Regions from separate parts of the Gossypium arboreum genome. Here region 2 is linked to region 1. Evidence: chromatin contacts called from public Hi-C data. All regions are on one chromosome and are shown on one strand. Each heading gives the region's core, a stretch centred on a gene start, on an enhancer-like site or on the middle of the called end of the contact. The rest is flanking DNA. Distances are from core to core; before and after follow the strand shown.

The links. A called contact is a pair of places that touch in the nucleus more often than the background predicts.
Region 2: a contact with region 1 is called in a Hi-C map of leaf, with 3 times the contacts expected there. The contact joins the enhancer-like site here to the promoter of LOC108465243 in region 1. A contact is called at or near these places in 2 of 5 Hi-C or Micro-C datasets (both in leaf).

The regions. Positions count from the first base shown.
Region 1 is chr1:43,908,570-43,914,030 of ASM2569848v2, reverse strand. LOC108465243 (transmembrane 9 superfamily member 2-like) reads right to left here and starts at 2,829. Exons shown (of 7, transcript XM_017765567.2): 1 at 2,524-2,829; 2 at 2,299-2,339; 3 at 1,618-2,203; 4 at 1,386-1,523; 5 at 1,100-1,256; 6 at 513-997. The coding sequence starts at 2,681. It overlaps LOC108465242 (probable potassium transporter 17), which reads right to left. Exons shown (of 8, transcript XM_017765566.2): 7 at 5,059-5,428; 8 at 3,467-4,675. The coding sequence ends at 3,825.
Region 2 is chr1:44,000,952-44,006,412 of ASM2569848v2, reverse strand. No RefSeq gene overlaps it. Among protein-coding and RNA genes, the nearest start is that of LOC128279903, 21 kb to the left of the region's middle. Within about 2 kb of position 3,467, at least 2 of the 2 cell types and tissues checked have an H3K27ac peak or open chromatin away from gene starts, as enhancers often do. A contact at or near this core is called in leaf, where this site is marked.

The DNA of each region.
Region 1 (5,461 bases), core at 1,580-4,079:
AAAACCATGATACAACTAGGCTGATGAACAATTCATGCTAACTTTAGTTACTGATAATTGAAAAACAAGGTAAAATACTCTTTAAATCTAGCAGAAATACATACTATCTACCTGCAGATAAACCAGTGCCATAAAAAACTATAACAGAATTCAGGCTCTGCTAGGTATTAAGGACACAAGTGAGGATGGAAGATTCATTAATCTAAAGGTTGAGCTACAAAGTAGGAAAGTAATTATGAACTTAACCATTTGGTTAACAAATTTTCCGTAACAAAGCATAAAGGGACTTGGTGCTTTGCTTCTCTTCAACTTTTTATCCATGCTAAATGAAAGAAGCTGAGAAAGTCTCAGGAAATTGCTAATTGGCGTGCAAACTACTTGTCATGAATCACAAACAGGGGGAGCAGTAGAAGAGAGATAAGATATAATATGAAATTGCACTTTTTATAATATTTCAAAATAGCAAAGCAAAAAGCATCGGAGAGATGAATACAAAAATAAAGTTTATGTACCTCCACCACCATTCATGATCTTCAGCAGCAAGTTGGAAATATGTCAAAGCCACAGTTATAAAAGCTGTGACAATCAGAAGGATTATGAATACAATAAACAAGATGCTGTATATAGTATAGATCCTGTGGCCCCAGACACTGGCGAATATGTAGTAAAGTTCAATGTAAATAGCACTAAATGGAAGAAATCCAGCCATTGCCATCTGAGGAATGGCACTCCTGTACCAAGGCAATGGTGGAATTTCTCGAGGATACTTCGTGGTGCGGCAAGGAGCTTGGAACTCAGCCCTGCTATTTTTGCCAGCAATACCACCCAGAACAAGCAATGGAGATGTCACGAGTGTCCATATGAGGACTATTACTACAATAGTTCCAAAAGGCAGTGCTGCAGTTGCACTGTATGCAATGGCAACTGTGTTAAGGAAGCAGAATGTAAGAAACAAGGGCCCACAGAAAAGGCAGCCAGTCAATAACAGATTCCTAACCTGTTTATCAGAGAAATCATGTAAATAAATTAGACCACTTAGAACCATAAATTTTAGAAACACCACATTAACATTTCATACTAAAAAACCATCTAGACATACCCAGTTTGTCCCTTCAAGCTGACAGTAGAAAGAAGTTGCTACGTAGCCTGCAATCCCTGACGTGAGGGCATATATTACCACCAGGGCAGTAAATAGAGCTCCTCTGTTGTATGGATAAAAGACACCAACCAGTGCAAGCATAAAAATGAAGACCGTTCTGATAGGCATACAAAGTTTCAAAGAAATTAGAGAGGGACATCAACTATTGACATAGATTTAGGAATGCATTAAAAGTCACTTCACAATTCTGAAAGAAACAAAAATACAAAACACGTGGAATCCTTACAAAGTGAACAGCTGTGTTCCAGATCCGAGAGCAGCAGCAAAGAGAGATTTGTACTTTGGGAAACGGAATACGTCTCCATGAATATACTTCCATCCAGTCTCTTCTTGATCATCAGCTGCTTCTTCATCTTGACCGTACCTGTTATAACAAATCAAATATTTATAGCAACAAAATGAAAGAAATAAAAGTAAGAGAATTATATCCAAATAAGGAAAGATATAACAGATCTCACTTAATGAAATCATTCTTCAAGACCCGCATGAGAATTGTTGCAAGGAAACCAGTCAAAAGGAGAACCGTCACACAAGAGTTGATAATTGAAAACCAATGAATCTCTAAATGATGCGGCAAAGAAGAAGACATGGAATATCTCTCCATCCTCTTCTCAAAAGGAGTATCAGTTTCCTTCCATTTCACAGTGTACATAAACTCAGCATCAACTTCCTTATCCTCAGTCAAGTCCACGAGCAAATGTGGATCCATCCTTGCGCTGATCTCAATAACACGATCCTTGTTATAAAGTACATCAAACTGAATATGCTTGTAAAGGTAATACTTGTACTCACTGGGATCAGCTTTTCCTTCCTTATCAACTTTGCCAATAAAACCCCAGATAGGCAAATCATCATAGTACATTTGGAAATAATAATCTTTTTCGACCGCCTTTCGGAAAAAGACAACCTCATCCTTTGAAAGTTTCTTCTTACAAACAACGGAAGAATCTTTTTCCTCTTTAAAATTCAGTTTATAAGGAGCACTGACGAGTCGATCTCCATTCAATACCTCACCTAATGCTTCTTTCTTCTCCTTTACATGATCTAAATTCCATTCCAAAAACCAACACCATTTATTAAATCTAAATTGAATTGCTTAAGATCTAATTTAAAAATAAAAACAAGAGAAAAAAAAGAACCTGGAGAACAGAAGGGCAGATCAAAGTAGCGATAGGTTTCACTGGAAACAAACAAACAAATAAATAATTTGAAGAATAAACCCCCAATCCAAAAAAATAAAAAGTTGTAAATATGAGATTGGAACTTGAATGTTCCAAAGGTGGGTATGGAATGAAGGCATTGAATTGTAAAGACGAGCAACAATCAGATCTAGTAATGAAGGAAGGAAATAAAAGGGTTACCACCTGGGGTTGTGGAAAGGGCCGACCTTGTTGGCGTAGAGAGGGACAGGGTCACCTTCTTTGTAACGGTGGTCGGAGGCGTCGGATCTAACATGGGAAACACAAGAGAGGATAAAAACTCCGAGGATTACAAAGGCCGGAGAGTTGCCAAAGTTTCTCATTTGGGTAGGATAATAATGAGAGAAAAAGGAAGATGTGTGAAAGGATTTGTGAAATTCTGCAATGCAATATATACATATGATGAGAAAAAAAAGAGAGAGAAACAAAAAGTGGGTATATCACATCACATATCATATACGGAGATATATAGCATTTTCTTTTTCTTTGTAAATAATATTAGATTATTTATTATAATAATAAAAAGTTGTTAATAATTTGAATTGAATCTAGATAAGCAAAATTAGATAATATTTACAGTAGAAAAAATTAGATGATATTAAAATGGTTAAAGTGTAATGTTAGTGTCTATACTTTAACTTAAAAAGTTAAAAATTCAATTCTTTTCACTTTTTCAATTTATAAATTTTAGTTTAGTCATTATCTTCATTAAAATTTCAGTTAAAATTTATCAATATAACATGTTTATTTTCCATCAATTATATGTCGCATTACATTAGGAAAACTTAATTAATATGCCAAATTAACAACTTTTAACCGAAAATACTTATAATTTTAATGATGGAACTGAAATTTTTAAATTAAAAAAGTGGGACTTAATTTGTAACTTTCAAAGTATAGTAATTAAATTTCAAATTTTATCACAATACAAAAACAATTAACATAATTTAACCTATTAAAATCCGTGTAAAGCCCATCACCTAAGGTAGTTTTGCCTCTTTGGTTTGGAGAAACAGTACGTAGTGGTGGAGTCAACCACCTGACTGTATAAAATAATGGCTATGTAATGACTTTTTTTTTTTACAAGAAAAGACGAGACTACAAACAGTTATACAATAACCATTCTTAGCATACTAACACCATGGAGGTCGTCACAAACAAGGAGTACTTCATATGGAGGCTGCTATTGAATTTAACAGTTACTGTTTAGTCTAAACTAAATTTTCAAAAGTTGAAATAGGAACTAAAATCAACTAAATTAAAGCACAATAACTATATCAACATTTATGCATAGTCCAAGGACTAACAACAAAATTTAACCATGGAACAAGTCGCTAAAAATGGGATGAATCAACTCACAATCTGATATGGCTTGGTTGTAAAGCTTCAACATATACTTTAATTTTTTTTCTTCTTTTTCCGTGGAAGTGAACTTGGTACTTGATGTGCCTGTTACAATCATCTATTCAAGCTTCGTAAAACATCCCAACCTCCAGACACTGCGGCAGCGGCACCCCAAGAACAGGCAGTGCAGGCCTACAGTTTTTGTGCAACACTTCGTAGAAGGCAAGCATGAATCTGTCAAAGAAGCTGGTGCTCTTGCCTATGTGAAACCTTGCTTTTCCTCGAACATGAATTACACCTGCTGTTTTTGCCTCGCTCAGTTCTGAAATCTCCTCTTGAACTGGCATATGATCAGACGGTAAACTGGAGCAGTTTTCTATATGCTCTTGCAAGCTATCCAAAACTTGACTAACAAAGTTGTCTCCTTCAAGGTTTAGGGAATCAGCATAACCATATTGAATCACACATGCATAAACTCCTCTAAGGCCCAACTCTTTCACCACAATCCTCTCATGTGGAGAAACTTTAGGAACCAGTAGATATCTAAGTGTTGTAAAAATAGTAACCTTGTGAAGCGATCTCATGTTTTTAGTATAATGTCCTAGGATGGGAGTCAATCCGTTTTGTATTTTAGTGTAAAAGAAGCACAATCCGGGAACCCTTTGCACACTCGGGTCAGATAACAGCATTCCAAGTCTTCCCAAGTCAATCTTGTGAGTTAGTTCATACTGTATCTTCCTCTGTCTCCCGTAGTACCAACCGAACATAATGAAGGCAAGTATAAAAGATATGGCAAATGGAATCCATCCACCTTCAGGAATTTTGGTCAGAACTGCACTAACGTATACACCTTCCATCATAAAAAAGATGATGAAGTACAATGCAACTAACAATGACGGTGTTCTCCATATAATGATCATGACCAGTGTCAACAATATAGTTGTTATGAGCATGACGAGACTAACAACAACACCTGAAAGCAAGATTTTATAAATTAGCAGGACTGTAAGAAAACATTTAATAGTTTGCTTAACCAGAAAAAAATAAAATGAAAAGATGCATTCATAATAGAAACAAGAATAAGCGAGACCGGTTTTCTTCCATTTTTCAGTTTTTATGTGGTTTTGATGCTTCTTAGGTTAAAAGCTAATAATATCAAGATGATGTTAGAAACACCATTTCTGGAGAAAATAACAACAATGCTTCCATTTAATTAGTCATTACCCTCTAATTTTCAACATTATATGGTACTGCTGAGATGAGATGCTATAAGGTACCAGAAAACATCATGAGATTTGTTAAAATATTAAGCAATAATAATAGACGCTGAGTGCAAAATGCTGAATTTTACCATACCAAAAGCATTGCCGATATCTTGTCCATCTCCGAATATAAGTATAACTGCAATACAGAAAACCATAAGGATGTAATTGACTTCTGGGGAGTATACTTCTCCCTCTTTGTTGGAAGACGTGTGCACTACTTTGACCCTAGGAAAGTAATCCAGTACAACAGATTGCTTGATGACAGAGAAGGTAGCTGATATAAGTGATTGGCTTGCCACAACTGCAGCCAACGTGGCTATGATAAAGATTGGCCAGTAAATTGTTTTTGGTATGAACTTGTAAAATCCATCCATATGATCATTTGGATTCTTGATCAAATACGCTGTTTGTCCCGCATACGTTAAAATTAATGACGGGTAGATTGTAAATAAGAAAGCTATCTGTGGGAAAGGAGTGAGAAAGCCATTTCAGAT
Region 2 (5,461 bases), core at 2,218-4,717, 92 kb before region 1:
CCTTAAGTTTTGCTTTTTCTCTATTAGCTTCACTTTTGTCCAATTCTTGGTCTATACAATATATTTATATACCAAATCAATATAAGATATTATCACAAAATAGCAATTAAATGGATCACAGCAACAATGCCATGAGATGCATGATCCTAAATAATCTTTTTTTCAATTTTACATATATTTTTCATTTTATTCAATTTAGTCCTTGAACTCGGGATAAACATTTTTTTATTTTTAGCTTCGGATTAAAATTTGATTTCACGTTCTTTCATTAGGGACCCTATACTTTCTATTTTTTAGCATAATTTCATGACAAATTTTACATTTATTCAATTTAGACCCTAATGTTACAAAGCTAACAAACAAGATTAACTAACTTTACAATTTAGTCATTTTCATAGTCTAAGCTCAATATCTATCAATTTCAAGCCTATTTCATCAATTTATTAACATTGGCAACTCGCTAAAATTTCAACAATGTATCAAATTGATACTTGGACTAGCTAAATCAAGCTTCCATGATCATAAATCTATAAAATTACAAGAAAATGAGTTGAGTTTCTCACCTAATTGAATGGTCAAATGTCCAAGCTCAACCTTAAGTGATTTCTTCTTCCATGGGCGATGAATGAGAAAGATGATGATGACTTTCCATCTTTTTCCACTTCCTTTAGCTTTTATGTCATGTTTAACCTTAATTAATTAATTTAATTTTTTTATTTTACTTTAATTATCGTAAATTAGACTTAGTTGTAAACACCACCATTATCTTACCGTCCTATATTTCAAAATAGTTAAATAACTATTTTATCCCTTTGATTAATTACAATTTAGGTATTCGATTTTTTTTAATTAAAATTCAATAGTAATTAGATTTTTACAATTTAATTCCTGAGTTTTAATTAACTATTTTATTGATAAAATTACTTGACCATTCTTTAACATATTTTCATATTAACTTCATAAATATTCCTACTTTATATTTACGGATTTTATTTACAGAAATGAACTTTCGAAACTGCATTTTTCATTAGCATTTCGAAACTGCATTTTTCATTAGCATTGAAAACCGAGCCATCACACCTACAATCTAAGGCTCAATCTAGTCAACAAATTCTGAATTTAAGAATACATTTACGCGTAAGGAAAATTATAATACTCCTACAATAATATCTGTCCGAAGAAAACCCTACAAGATTTGGTAACTAAGGTTTCTTAACTAAAAGGGATGAAACTATAACTCCACAACTAACCTAAAATTCATAATATTTACAATCTAAATTAAAGGCCAAATTTATAATCTCAAACAAAATCTTGAAATCTAACTAAATATAAAAATCTTAAATTTAATTTAAAACCTGGTTTAAAAGAAATTTTGAATAAAATCCTAAAATTAAAACTAATGTAAAAATTCTAATATTCTAATTTAAAACCCTAATTTTAAAATCTTAAATAAAATTATAAAATTGTACTCAACATAAAAATCCTAAAATCCAATTAAAATTAAAAATCTAAACTTATGATCTAATCAATAAACTTGAAGTCTAAATCTAAAATCTAATCTGGAACATAAGAATTAAATTTTAAAATAAAAATCTAATTAAAACTTAAATTTAAAAATCAAAGATTTAATTTAAAAACTGAATTTTAAAAGTAACCTAACATTTGAAATTTGGGAAAAATCTAATTTAAATCTTACTGTTAAAAATCCTAATATCTAACATAATATAAAAACCCCTGAAAATCTAAATTAAAAATCAAAGCCCCTAAGAAGTCACATCTAGTCAAAATAAATTCAATACTAGGGTACAAAACCCTAGCTGCAAGTGTAATGCAGACTGGCCATCGGGCCGAAAGGAAACGGGCTTAAAATTGGGCTCTGAATGAAATTAGAATTGATTCTATTTTAAAAAAGGATGTTGGGTTGCAAGTTTAAAAATGTACTCCAAATTAAAAATTCTGATTTTTGATAAAATGTTCTCAAATTTAAAACCCGACTTTTTAAAATAAATGGACTTAGATTTTTAAAGTTAGCTTAATAGCATAATCCAAACCAAAAACTAAAATGGGCTCCCAACGGGCCAAATATGGGCTTTTAATGGGTTCGAAACCGAAACTGATTCGAAAGGGCTTCGAGTTTAACCAAAATGGGCTTTAATCTTAAAAAACAGGTTCAATTAGGCTTTATGGACCTAAAACAGATTTGAAATGCCTTAAACTCAAATTGTTGATTTTAAAAGTAAATACAAATCGAATTAATCCCAAGCTGGTTTGGCCTTAGATTTGGAAAACGAAAATTTAATCAATTTATACCAGCTTATTTAACAAATTCTAAATTCCAATTTAGTTTTTAGAAATTCATTAAATTGTTGATGTAGTCTTAAGAATCCAAATAAATTCAATCAAAAGCACATAAACTTCGAAATGCTAAAAAATGAACTTATTTAGAAAATATGACCCCTTTTATACCTTTTTTATCAAACCCAAATACAGGTGATAATAGGTCTAATTTACATGTTTATTGTGTTTAATTTTGATAAATTCTTGAATGAGATACTGCTAATTTTGAATTTATTTTTTATTTTTAATAGGAGTAAAATTAAGGTTAGAAAGTAAAAATGCAAAAATGTGGACTATCGTAAAAGTTTTGAGCCAAAGAATGAAGTTAATGTACAAGATCTATTTTAAGAACTTTTATTTTGGGATTTGTTTGTAAAGTTTTACTTTTAATTTTCATTAAAATAATATTTTAATTTTCTTTTTAGTATTTTTCATTAATATTTCGTTAGGATAATATTTTAGATAAAAAGTTTAACTAGGATTAGGCTTTTATATTGTTAATATATATTTATATATATGCGCTTGTAGGGTAGACTGATATGGGTGTTAAAAGCAGTTGTCAAAACGCTGCTCTTAATTGTGTTTCAACTTAAATAAAACAGTGTGTTTTGATTTTTTAGAAAAACGATGTGTTTCAATGTTTGGGTCTGTTAATGAAATGATGTGTTTCATTAGTTTTGTTTTTTGTGATACTTGTGTGTCGTGTCTGTTGCTACGGTCTCATTTCCTTTTCCATATTTCTGTTGTTTTGTTGAGGAGAGAAGCAAGCAGTAAATAAATCAGTTTTTTCTTCCTCTCTAGATTTCTCTCGTATTCTCTTTTCTGTGTGTTGTTGTCTAGCTTGTATCAAAGATATCAGAGCTCAGACGTCCTCCATGGCCGGCGAGGGTGTCAGAACAAGATCTCTGAATGATGCAACTCAAATTCAATAGGAGTTGGCTAAGCTCCAGCTGGAGGTTAATGAAACAGCAAGCTCGATGCTAAGATAAAGGACTTTAGGGATGATTTTAGATTGGAGATGAAGGAACTGTTTGAGCAGTATTTAGGCCACTCAACACAAGCCACGCCCACCGCTTCTGCAGTTGACAAGGGGAAGGGAGTGGTAGGAGGGCATCCACCTGGATTCCCACCCAAAGAGCATCTATCCCTTTCTCCTTTGGGTGAGCTGAGCAATATGTTGCGACCTAGTAGTTGGGAGACATCGCAGAAAGTTCCCAAACTTGAGTGCCCTTGATTTGACGGCTCAGATTTTCAAGGATGGTGGGCTAAACTTAAGCGGTATTTTGAAGCAGAAGGCACTCCAGACCACGCGAGAGTGTGAACAGTGATGCTTCGCCTTGAAGGAAAAGCGTTAGATTGGCATCACTTCTTCACTCAACTGCAAGGGGGTTCCATTTTTTGACATGGCCATCTTACGCTCACCACCTCAAAGAGCGCTTTGGGTCTAGCACCTATAAGGACCCCATGGCTGAACTGGTCAAACTCAAACAAAGAGGGACTGTGGATAGTTATCATGACACTTTCATCAGCCTCCTCAACCAGTTGCAACTACTTGAGAACTACGCTCTCAACATCTTCACTAGCAACCTCAAGGCAGAAATAGGTCAGTATCTCCAACTATTTAAGCCTACGTCCTTTGTTGAAGGGTTCCTAGTGGCTAGACAAGTCGGGATATATTAGCTGCATCCCCAAAAAAAAAGTTAACCTCCGGGATTAGGGACAAATCACAAAGGAGTTGCATTGTTTCCATCACCTGCTTCGCTGTCCAAGTTGCATTCTGCTCCCATTTCCCCTAAGGCAATGACACAGAACAGTAATTCAACTCACACTACTAGTTCGATCAGGAATAGATTTGTAAACCCGTAAACCGGCCCTAGACATTATAGTTGAATCTCGAAGATCACATTAAGCATTATAAAGGTATAATAGAAACATTTGGAAGTTAAAAGGTACGGTAAAAACATTTGGAAGTTTTTCTCTTTTAAAAATTGCCTTCGCAAAATGTCTTTGAGTCTTGTTTTAAGCAAAACTAAAATTTAGTTGATATCGTTTAATTTTAGAAAAACTAAAGTATTGAGAGTGTATTAAGAAAACATCGTAATTCAAGTAAAACATCATAGCGGACAAATTTCTATATCTAAAACTCATGTGTCGTTTTGAAAACATAGATTAACATACATCTTGTAAAATATCAGTTTCGTGAGCAGATTGTGTCGTGAAATGGAAACTTAGTATTGAATTTTTGAAAACATTGTTACTGACCTTTTTATTATTTTATATAAAATCCATCTTAAGTTGTTATTTTTGCAAATCCTTTAAATGATAGTTTTTAAAATATAAACTATACAGAAAAATCCCAATCTAAAATTCAAAGTCTAACAAAAAAAAAAAAGTCCAAGCCGAAAGTAAATAAACAAATCCTAGAATATCAAATACTGATAAATATAAGGTTTTTTTTTTTTAAAAAATGACCAAGAGCGCCTTTGTAGCCGAGCCCATCCTAACTTCGATTATCTGAAAAATCAGAATTTAAAGGGGTGAGCTTAAAAAGTCTAGTGTGGGTTACCAATAATAACAATAACAGAATTTAACTCATACCAACATTAATTTAAGCTTATCATAATATGTCAAATATTCATTCATAGAATCAGATATGGTAGAATGCACAACGATGATGTCAATGTAATGCTTTTTAGAAAACATTGTAGTTTTTTAGAAAACAAATCCTACTCTGTTACACACTATAAAGAGTCCCCTAAAACTCATCCATCCAATAACACACCAATAATGTGGACTAGCCACTAGATAGTGCAGTTGAGCCGCCAAAAATAAAATAATGTGGTCGAACCACTAGATATTGCAAATTTACTACCAGATACTTCCTCCGTACATATTTTCCCAACCCCATGCATGTGATATGGGATACAGAACAGATTTTCAATAGGCATGCTTTACACGTGAATCAGAATATCGAAAAATGGCATGCTTAACATGCGGATCAAATCTCGTATATATTTTATCACAATGACATGCTTAACATGCAAATCAGAATCAGAATTAGAATTAGAATCAGAATATGGCATGCTTAACATGAGAATCAGAAGATTAAAATGGTAAAATATTT